Linked DNA regions of Danio rerio: region 1 is linked to region 2. Evidence: chromatin contacts called from public Hi-C data. All regions are on one chromosome and are shown on one strand. The core of a region is the stretch at or near the end of the contact, and the rest is flanking DNA. Distances in the headings are between cores, read along the strand shown. Region 1 holds the start of pomgnt1 (protein O-linked mannose N-acetylglucosaminyltransferase 1 (beta 1,2-)). Region 2 holds the start of cyldl (cylindromatosis (turban tumor syndrome), like).

Evidence for each region. A called contact is a pair of places that touch in the nucleus more often than the background predicts.
Region 1: a Hi-C map of hematopoietic stem cells shows a contact between it and region 2, with 2.0 times the contacts expected there. The contact joins the promoter of pomgnt1 here to the promoter of cyldl in region 2.

Annotation. Positions count from the first base shown.
Region 1 is chr6:35,596,725-35,602,467 of GRCz12tu, forward strand. It overlaps pomgnt1 (protein O-linked mannose N-acetylglucosaminyltransferase 1 (beta 1,2-)), which reads left to right and starts at 1,474. Exons shown (of 22, transcript NM_001042687.3): 1 at 1,474-1,596; 2 at 1,924-2,114; 3 at 4,798-4,900. The coding sequence starts at 1,995. It overlaps si:dkey-170g13.2, which reads right to left and starts at 176. Exons shown (of 6, transcript XM_021471795.3): 1 at 99-176. The coding sequence starts at 129.
Region 2 is chr6:35,353,806-35,359,571 of GRCz12tu, forward strand. It overlaps cyldl (cylindromatosis (turban tumor syndrome), like), which reads left to right and starts at 1,806. Exons shown (of 15, transcript XM_003198803.5): 1 at 1,806-2,009; 2 at 2,184-2,819; 3 at 2,944-3,228; 4 at 3,981-4,062; 5 at 4,162-4,325; 6 at 4,445-4,595; 7 at 4,728-4,863. The coding sequence starts at 2,385. It overlaps zc3h3 (zinc finger CCCH-type containing 3), which reads right to left and starts at 1,708. Exons shown (of 12, transcript XM_684588.6): 1 at 1,638-1,708; 2 at 1-512. The coding sequence starts at 1,683.

The DNA of each region.
Region 1 (5,743 bases), core at 224-2,723, 240 kb after region 2:
AATAGAATAAGCATTTGTTAGGTTTTTATTTTATTGAACAGACAATTGTTTAATGTTACAAAAGTAAGCAAGCAAGCAAATAAATAAACAAAACTCACCAAAGTAACACACAGCTGTCAGAAATCTCATGTTTTCTTTTAGCACTGGTCTTTTTAGGGAGAAATAGTAGGCTAGAGACATAATGACAGTGCAACAATCAACAAACCACTTAAAGTCATTTATTCACCCCGCCTTTTCCTCTTGCAAGAGATGATCTGATAAATATGTTCACACGCTGTTTGTAAACTGGGAAATAACCATTTTTTCCTTTACCAGTAAAATGTGGATAAGTGTATAGTAATGAGGATAATAATAATAATAATAATAATAATAATAATAATAATAATAATAATAATAATAATAATAATAATAATACAGCAGTTGATATATATATGTATAAACAAACTATATGTACAGTAGTTCCACTATTTTCTTTCTTCAAAATATTACTTGAACTGTTAATTTTCAGTTAGTCCAAATTTGACTCCAACTTTAAAATTTTTATATTAAAGTCTTGAATTTCTATTTTCAGTCAACATTAACAATTACCAATGTTCACTAAGTCTGAAAATAACTAATTACTATTTACTGTAGCATTTTAAAGCATATTTTAGCTAAATGTTTACATATCGATCAATTGTTTTAGATTTTATTTGTTTTTGTTAGCTACTACAAAATACAAGACAGAAAATTAGCGCAAATTGATTTTGTTTTGTTTTCCAAAATTGTATTAATAAGCAATGATGACAAAAAACTACTTTAAAACAACCCTTGTGACGGGTTTAAAAAAAAAACGATTTGTTCAGCATTTTTTATCTGATATCAAGTTTAGTTTTTATGTTTTATTATTAAAAAGTGCATATGTGCTTTTACATTTTTTACATGTACAACTACTCAATATAGTAAAACAAAATAATATCAAATTAAAAATATATATTACAAATAAGGCCTTACTAGCTCACAATACTTAAACATGTAAAGAAATGCACCGTTTGTACAGGTTTTTTTGTACTCTTCTTAATGGTATTTATATAAAAATCTCTGTTTTACATTTTAATCTTAAAAACATAAGCATAGGCGCCTTTTTTAATGTGAGCTCTTTAGAGCTATTTAAGCCAAATATCACTTAACTAATTGTCATATATATATATATATATATATATATATATATATATATATATATATATATATATATATATATATATATATATATATATATATATATATATATATATATATATATATATATATATATATATATATATATTATATTGTAAATATAATTGTATAGTAATTTTAAGCATGATTTGGTTCTATATTTATAACTTCGTTTTTGACAATGTTGCATTTGTTTATAACACACAAGAAATAGTGACTTTTAAGAAAAATGTGGGACCTTTATTTTGAAAAGCATGCAAGTGGCGTCCTGAATCTGGCTTCACAACACTCGTTACCTGCATATGGCCAAACGTTAGTAAACCCGACATAAACTAAATTACAGTCGTATTTTCTGGCGTGGCGGGACGTCGTTTCCGTGCGAAACAAAACAGTTCTGAGGTAAAATGTCTCATTCATTATGTGCAGTGATATAGTCAATGCATTATCGGTGTCAACAGAAATTGCTTTCTGAAAGAATTTCAGCTGTTGTGCTGAATAGAGCTTACGTTACCTCACCATCTGCTTTCAGGAGTCACTGTTAATAATGGCATATTAATATCATGTTACTACGGTGCTACGCTGCAGTTTAAGCATGTCTTTTGGACCTGGTTGTTGAGCATTTTAGATAACCTACATTAAAGTTGTGACTCTTCCATTACTGTCAGAAGATTTGAGCAGTGTTTATGCCTTTTATTTGTAATCGTGATAATGATTTATATTTTTCAGATGAAGAAGACGTGATCAAAGGCGGATGCAGGCAGGTGTTGTGATCAGGAGCAGCGGGCAGGACTGCAGGTATGGACACCTGGACACCAAACCCGAGAGCCAAGCCCTTCATCCCCCGCCAGCAGCGCAGCCTCTACCTTACTTGGAAATACAGACTTACCAACAAAAGAGCAGTGCGAAGAATCTGCCAGGTAAAAGCACGATTATACCCATCCCTGAACAAATACATTGAGGCTTTTGTTTTCTATCCTCATAAAGCCTTCGTCTAACAACTTTTTTTTTTGAAATCCCCAAAAGTACATGAATTAAGTTGAACATCAGGACATTTGCCAATAGAATATTTTATATGTATATAAGTGTTATTAATTACAAATTACAAACTGTTGATCTGTGTCACAATGGCTAACAGTGTTTATAGTTATTTTGCAAAATGAAAAGTTTGGTAATTTATCATTTGGTCAGTCCATACTAAAAAATCACTGAGGTAAAGTTGGTTTTATATTGGCACATTCGTTCATTTTTAAACAGTGACAACTTGTGACACAGTCCCTATCCTTCTGAGACCCCGCCCATTGACTTGTGTCCTCTTTAGTGGACATTGCGTTTTCATTAGTTTTCTTAGAATTTTTTGAGCTACTCTGTCAAGTTCTGTTATACTGTTCAGAGGACTTCCTGGGCTTTCTAGTGATATGTCATTTGATTGCCTGGCATGTTAGGAACCACTTTTTACACTGCACCAACAATGGCCGACATATAAACAATAGAGGTGTGAACCTATACTGGTCTCACGGTTTGGTTCGGTTACAATTATCATGCCATCGATTCGGTTCAATTCGATATTTCGGTGCATCACGGTGCATTGACGATGCTTTCCATATACAGTGTTATATATTTGGGGGGAGGCTATAACATGCTGTCTGTATAAACACACAGACACACAGCAACACACTGTCTCTCATTCAAACGCATTCACAAACATAGACAGCATCAAACAAACACACACACACACAAAAACGGAGCAGTGCTCGTAATGTCGAGTGAAAAAAAGAAAGACAGCTGTGAAACATAACCAGCTTTGTCTTTCTGTAGGAAACACACTTTAGATATTTTTAGGGTAAGCGTTTTTTGAGTTATTGCCGTCTATAACTGAAAGTGTGTCAGAAAAATCGAAAACAAAACCAACTGAAGCGCGCTCATTTCTGGCGCCCCACTGGATATACAGCGCCCTAAGCATTTGCCTATGCTGCCTACGCCACGGGCCGGCCCTGAGTTGGCTGAGTGTTGTAAATAAATAACGGCGCTCACCTCCCTCGCGACAGAGCGCATAGGAGATAAATGATGTCACTACATAATAACCGGTTATGGTTATTACTGAATCGATACCGAATTGTCCGCGTCTGCATCGCGGTGCACCGAAGAAACAATTAATTTTGACACCCCTAATAAACAAGCACATTTTATGGAAAGGAGAGAGGTACGTAAAATGTAGCTTTTTAAATGTTTTTTTTACTATTATTATCACATATATATTTGTTTATTAAAGTGTCAGGAACAATACATTTAGCTTTCAAAGCTGTTAACTTGTGTTTTAAAATATCCTTTTTTAAATGTCCACTATAGTGGACACCAGGACCATCTTAATGTAATTAATGTCTACATGTTGTAGGGGGCAGAATTGAAGCAGAGAGGATTCTTTATAGAATAGTTGAGGGAGACACTGATTTAAAAGTATTAGAGGCAATTAGAGAATGACAATTGCAGTTTTAAATCACTTTTATGTTAAATATGTTTTGGAATAACATGCCTCTTTCAGACTAAACTGTTTCAGGAATTTCAATACAAAATGAAAAAATGGCTTTTGTTACATGAATATTGGATTATTATCCCTTTACAGCCATATCCTGTACAGTTTTGTTGTCTGAGTTGCGGTCGTTTTGAACTAAAATGGTCCTGTGGTCCACTACAGTGGACATGCTGTAAAATTAAAAATAAAAACAAAATGTAAAAACTCTAAATTGTAGAATTTTTATTATTTTTTTTAACCGAAAGGATGAAAAAAAGAAAAAAAAATATTTGGGTCTCGGGAGGATATATTGTTTACCACGCTACTTTGAATATGGAATATGGTCTGGAATCTCAAGTTAAAATGACTTTAAAAAATCATTAGCTAATTTATTGTAAACATTGTTGTACTTTGATAATCATTGGCTGCTAATATGATTTCCTAATTTAGAATTGGCCAATAATACTTTTTAAAAATTATATTATTTAAGAGAAAGTTAGAATGTGCAAATATATTTTAAAAAATCTGTGATTCAGAGTGTAAAAATATATATTTTTTTAAAGTAAATAAGTAAATTGTTTCACTGTGGTGACCGCTGATAAAAAAAAGGAATTCGGCGAATTAAAGTGAGGTGTTTTTTTGGTGTAGTGGCATTTGTTTTAACATAAAAAAAAAACTAGAACAAACTCAATTTTCATACATTAAAATTCACAGCTTTTTAGAGCACTATTATTTTGCTAAAATTTCTTTAGGAAAGAAAAAATTTACTATATAGAATTTTGTTTATGTCCGTAATGTGCATTTCTGTACTTTTATTTATATTTATTTTCACTTTATAACTTTAATATATTGTGGAGATATGTTATATTAAAATCGGCACAGAATGAGCTAAATTCGACAATCATCTTTTAAGAATATAATTTTTATAAAATAAAAAAGCAAATAATATATAAAGTGTAAACATACTGTGATTGAATATTGCATGTTTTATGTTTAATTTATATTGTTTAATCAGCAGGATAGAAAAACAGTAAAAGTATTAAATGGCCCTGTTTAGGTGGTTAGGTAAACATCTGTTTGTGTGTTTGCAGGCTAGTGCTGTGCTGTTTCTACTGATCACAGTGATTGTGAATATCAAACTCATTCTTGATACAAGAAGAGTTGCCAGTGAAGATGATGCGGCTCAAGAATACGGTAATGTTGATGACTTGCTATGTGGACATTTGTTTTATGATGCATGATTTTCCAAAGGAAATGTTGGAGATATGTAGTTTTTGCTACTTGATTGGAGTTACTGCAGGAAATGTGAAACAAATAACTATGCTACATTTATTTTTCTTTTACACTGTAAATTGCACAAAATTACTCCTGATATAAACTTGTTTTTTCATTGATTCGATTGCAAGTTGTCACCTGAGATGCATTACTTTTTCCATGGTTTAACATGGTTTTCTCATATGTAAAATAAAATAACAATAATAATAATAAAAAAACATGTCTTCTGACCACTTTTGTTTAGATTCCATTGGAAGTCTTGGATTTTAAGTGTGCTTAGATTTTAAGTGACTTTTTAGTGCTCCAAACATGCTAGTTAAATCATGTAAATGCAAAAAATACATTTCAAATTGAAACTAACGCCTGTTTCACACCGCAAGCGTCAGCTGCGCGTGAGCTGAGCGTTACCTATGTATGTCGAGCAGAGGCAGCACGCAGGCGTTTGTTTGCCTTTCACACCAGCTGCGGCGCGTGAGCAGAGCATTACCTATGTCAGTCGAGCAGAGGCAGCACGCAGGCGTTTGTTTGCCTTTCACACCAGCTGCGTCTGCAGCGCGCAGCTCTTCGGCAGCTGCTGCAGAGATCAACCTATCTCTATCTATTCTATCTAGTTACCCATGTGTCTCTATACAAATACACTTTTCAAACTTTTTATCTGCACCAAGGCCCACGGAAGATCCCTCTTTTTCTTTAACCTGCTAATCTTTATTTTACAAATTTTATAGATCAAACAGTACTGTATGCTTCTCACGCTCTATGAGT
Region 2 (5,766 bases), core at 556-3,055:
TGATGAAGTCGAGTCAGTTGTTTCATTGGTAGAGGAACAGCCATGATGAACTTTTTCTGTTGCAGACAAAAGCATTGTCGTTTTTGTGCTCTCTTCACTTTTCTTCTCTTTTGAAGTGTCACACTGAACACCGTGTGAAGATGGTACAGGTTTTTCCTTGGTTTGTTTAGGTTGCTGCTTTTTAAATGAAACACTGTTGCTCCCAATAAGTCCATCATTACTCCCAGTGGCAGTTGCTCCAGATGTGCTAATGTGGAGAGAAGGATGGCTTACAGCTGAATGGAATACATGACTCCCAGATGCCCTGTTGGTCTTGTTGTTAAGCGAGTATGTTTTCCTCCAGCTGCCAGAAGAATGAGCCATATGTGGCAATGATGAATATGATTGTGTGTAGTGTGCGGCATGACCTCGACCTTGGCCCTGGCCACTCCTTAAACCACGTCTGGGATGACCCCATTGGCCAGCGCTTGATGGAACGTCACCATGGGTACTTTTATAGTCATTAATGAGGTCTGCAAAAGTCATGAGGAAGTGTGTGAAATTACAGCAGATTATGTAAAAAAGTTAATAAGATGGAATAATTCACATTAGATTTTTGATTTTCTGAGATTCTGTAATGTACAATATTTTCCTTAAATTGGATTTCTACAAAGAAACCTGTTAAAATCCTCTCTTGTGAGAACAATTTTTGGTAAATCATTACATAAATTTGTATTCGTTTAAATCTTCTAATCATTTTTGATAATCAACTTTTGATTATCATTTTGAACCAATCAACTGTATGCAATCATATTTTGTATTATTTTATATAATTATTGCATAATGGGTTTTTATTCCTATATTTATTTGTTATTATACCAATTTATTTATTGACCTAAATATAAATATATATTTTTCCATGGTGTTGTTTTATCATTTTAACTAATTACTCGCTATTTACCCTTTTGTATTTGTTTTATTTAAGTTTTACTTTATCCCCTAAAAATCCAGTGCGAAAATCTGAACTTAAATACATAATTGCTGGTCATTATGCCATTAAACATGTCTATCCGTCATAATGTCACAGACAATGTACACAATCATGGTTTAAAAGTTACACAATAGTCAAAATCACTTAATATGAGTTACACATTCATTAGCTTCCAAGAAAACACATGTGACAGCATGTCAGGAAAACAAACAACAGCATAATCTTAAACTAAGTTAATAAAAAATTATTAAGCAGAAACACCCATACAATTCTATCACTTTCATTGACATTCTAGCATAGGGTCTTGTTAATGTAACCTTTAAAAAAATATCTTGTTTATTAAAGTTCTAACTTAAGTGACCAAGTTTCTTGGTTTATTGACCTGATGACGTTATGTATAACAACAGTTTTACTAATAACGTAAATACATGATATTACATGTATTACAGAGACTACAAACACATAACCACATTGAAAGGTGTTACTGTGGGCAGTGTTATCTTAGCTTCAGGGAATAACCGTTAAGTCAGCCACGTTGTAACTGAACAGTTAATTCAAAAGGTAAGAGTAACGTTAACTAAAAACCAGCAGAGGGTTCGAAAAAGGCTAAAACAATTGTCGAATTACGATATAAATTCAACATATTAAATGACGAAATCACTCTTACTTTGCAGCTCCTCTATTTCTCTCTTAAGCGCTTCACGTTCAGCCATCTTCACACCAAAACACGACCGTCATAAAAACCGCGACGCCGGCTGTGATGACGTATACAACCAACATCCAATCACAACACGGCTCTCAACATGACTCTTTACTTTTGGTTTTGCTCAAAAACACTTCCCCTATCTTTACAAAACATCGACAGCACAGAATGTCAGGGGTAGTTTTATTTAGAACACCATTATATACTTCTGACAATCTCTTTAAATTCTAGTAAACGTTTAATCGTAGTACACAACGTATGTAGAGAAAGACGAATAGTTCTGCTAGAGTTCTGCTGAGTTTACTTTTTTAACAGAAATCGAAAGTATTGACATCGGTAAGTAATGAGCATAAACTCTTCAAATGTTTGTGAAGTTTAAATATAAAATTGAAATGTAATTTTAAAATTAAATTATTATTTTATATTGTCACTTTGAAGTGCTTATTTATTATTAAAAAGTTTTTTTGAAGTTTGTAGCAAACTAACGATTGACTGTTTCTATTTTTACAGGGTGTCTAGAAACTATCACCTACATCTAATAATGCAGTTGTATGAATCGCTTAGTTTTTTTGGAATTATTTGAATGACAAGAGTAACATGCATTGCTCAGAGGAAATGAGCAAATAAATGAACATTTTGCCCACGCTGGAAACACTGCTGTCAACCTGAAAGCTTGTTATACTTCAGTTTTCCAAGTGACACTTTTGAGAAATGGCCGCAGCCAACAAGAAGATATACTTCATTATCACTGCGAAGCCTCCTTCACCAAATAGCTTCATTGATGCTGGTGAAATATGCTACATAGATAAACAACAGTATGAGTCCAGGCTAAAAAGAAAGGCTACAGACACTTTACCTGTAGTTCGTATGGGTAGCTTACTTGAAACCGACCTTGATAAAGTTCTTCTGATGCCATTGAGCATCAGGGAAGCAGAATTACTGCTGGCTCTTGAACCTAATGAAGACCGACTTTTGGCACTGAAAGATAAAAAGGTTTTACAGGAGGCCTCAAATCTGACTACAGACGATCAGGTTTATGTGGAATACAATGGGAAACAACTCAAAGGTATAATTCGATACATTGGCAGTATTACGGATTACAGCATTAATCCTTTAGCAGGAACATTCTTTGGGGTGGAACTACAGGTGAGTTGTTCGTGTAAGAGAAAGTGTGTCTCTGTAATGTTGAATAGAGAACAATTCGTAGCAATGCAAAAAAAAAAAAAGTTTTTGTTTTAATGAAATGCTCTTTTCTCTTCTGTTTTTTTAGGGTGGCGACAAAGGAAAGGGGCAAAATGATGGCTCCTACTATGGCAAAACATACTTTAAATGTTCCAAAAACTCAGGAATATTTGCACCTTTTACAAGAATCACACCAATAGATCATAAGCCTTCAGCACCACCCCTATCAACTCCACCTCTCTTGTCCATGACATCAAGTGAGCCTCTTGATGTTGGAGACAGAGTAATCTATTTCTTTGACAATAATCCTCACCATGGCATGGTTATGGATATAAAGGACATGCAAGATGGTAAAATGGTTCTCATATCTACTGTGAGTATTGACTCTTTGTTAGAGTGACTCAAACTAATAATTAACCCCAAAATCAATTGTGGTTCTAAGACTGTTTGATTACTTTGTTAAGTAGATGAATGAATCAAATAGTGAGGTTAAGTTAATAATGACAGCATATTTTGAGGGGGTGAACTTTTTGTAATACTTTGCCTAGATGCTAAGACAAAACCAAAACTAGGCTGGTATGATCATACAAAGTCAAAAAATGAAAGATTTAATCTGAATGTTCTTATAAAGGTTAATCATAGAATAACTATTAATATTAATAGCTATATGTTAAATAATAAGTTAATGTTTAAGAATTGTTTTTATTCTAACAAGTTTAAGGAAAAATATCGTGCCTAATCACTTCTAGGCACATTTTTTGTCAGTTGCTGAACAGTAAAGCATTGACAGCCAATCAGCATTTATTTATTTTTATAGGGCATCAAACATATGAATTGACACACATAAGCAAAGTATTTGCTTATAATAAATTGAACAATACTGAGTGTTGGTGTGGAGGCTAACATAGTTATCAGAGTAGTGATAATAGTTGTTCTTGGTGTGGACAAGTTTTTAGATTTGGATATACACAGTACTTTATTAATCTTATTATGGAAATCTCACAGCACAATAAAATTGTTCTAATTTCTGGTCAGCTCTTGCTAAATTGATCATACTGTAAGATGAGCTTTTGTATAATGGTACAGAAAGCAAGAATGGTTTACTAAAAATGCTTCTTTTTTCAGGATAAAGATGAAGAGGGCAAACAAGGTGGAGAGATATTGGTCCCACTGGATTGCATAATGAAAGAGGAGTTGTTAAATACTGGTAATCCATATGTTGTGTAATTGCATTTTTTGTGTACATTAACAGTAAAGAATACTATACAACAATAATTGCTGTTTTTCTATATAAAAATATGACTAGATGAAAAAATGGACACTTCACAGAACCAAGAGATGGACAGCGCTTCTGATTCAGAAGGAATCTCGGTTGGCTCCCTAGTGCAGTATATGGGCAATAAACTTGGAATTGTCCGCTGGATTGGATATCTACCTGATTTTTCTGAGAAGAGTGCTGGGCTGGAAGTGGTAAATTCTCTATTCACTAATTCAACTGTTGTCATCTTTCCTAAAGAAATCTTAAAGTTTTTAAATAATCAAATAGTTAAATTCCTTTTAAAAAGTGAAATGTATGTATTTTGTATTAGGTGACAGGCAGTGGAGTGTGTGATGGAAAATATAAAGGAAAACAGTACTTTGACTGTGATCCTAAAAGTGGTTTATTTGTGAAACTGTCAGTTTGTCGGCCTGATGATTCTGTCTCTGGTGCAAATGAGAACAAATCTAATGGATACATTGGTAAGACATGTTTATGTAGTAAGCATTTATCTATGGAGACAATGTGTCAATGAGTAGTAGAAAGTGAAAGGCCAGTCATCCATTACATACTGCAATGGAACTTGTGTGTCTTTTTGTATTCTCTATTAACAGATCATGATGGGGTGTCTGTGGAAGTAGAAAATGTACCTCCTATTAGAACAGAAGATGTGTCACAGCGATTGATAGGCCAGAACAAGGGCATTCAGGGTCACTGCAACTCTTGTTATATGGACTCTGCCCTGTTCAGGTCAGAATTAATCATTGCAGCTGATATTAACATCTAATTTCATTGAACACAAGACACTTAGTTTTAAACACTATTTAAAGGGTTAGTTTACCCCAAAATAGAAATTCTGTCATAATTTACTCACCTTAATGTCTTTCCAAACACTCCAGACTTTTTTCGTCTTTGAAACACAAAGTCATGAACACACACCAAATTGGCGACCATAGAAAACATTATAACCTCTGTTGACATCATGAGTCATTCAAGAGTTAAAAAACTGTTGTTTATAATACTATAATTACAAACTTAAAAACCTTTTGAAAAATGGTATTATATCTAGCACGTTTTCAGTTGTGTGGCAAGCAAAACAAGTCATAATGTGCATTATTTCACGCTTGCAAGGATTTCCACAATGACAGTGTGCTTGTCTCTATGATGTCTATATGGAGACAAGCACTTTGTTCAACATAAGCCTAGTGGTTGATACAGAATGGCAGGGTACAGGAATTATACTAATTTTTGCCAGTTTCCCCATTGCTGTCTTGATGGAAGAGTGATATTTACTCGTTTATGTTTTGTTAAACAACTAACTCAATTTCAGAGCGCTGAAAAAAGAAAAATATCATCTTCCATGTCACTTTTTACATCACACATATATTACCAAGACCATTGGTTCCTGGCTCACAAAAGGGCCTCAGCAAGCTCTGTGGGAGGTCACGTCATGTTTAAAAAAAAAATTAGCAGTGGACAATAAGAAAAACAATCATGTTGTCTTAGTTCATTTTATCCCCTTGCTGATCAAAAAATGGACAAATTTGTAATTCGAAATCCACAAAAAAAAGACAAGAGTCTCACTGATTCAGTGAGCAGCTAATAGTAATGATCCAAGCATACTGGACCCTGGTGAGGAAGCTCCAAACATTT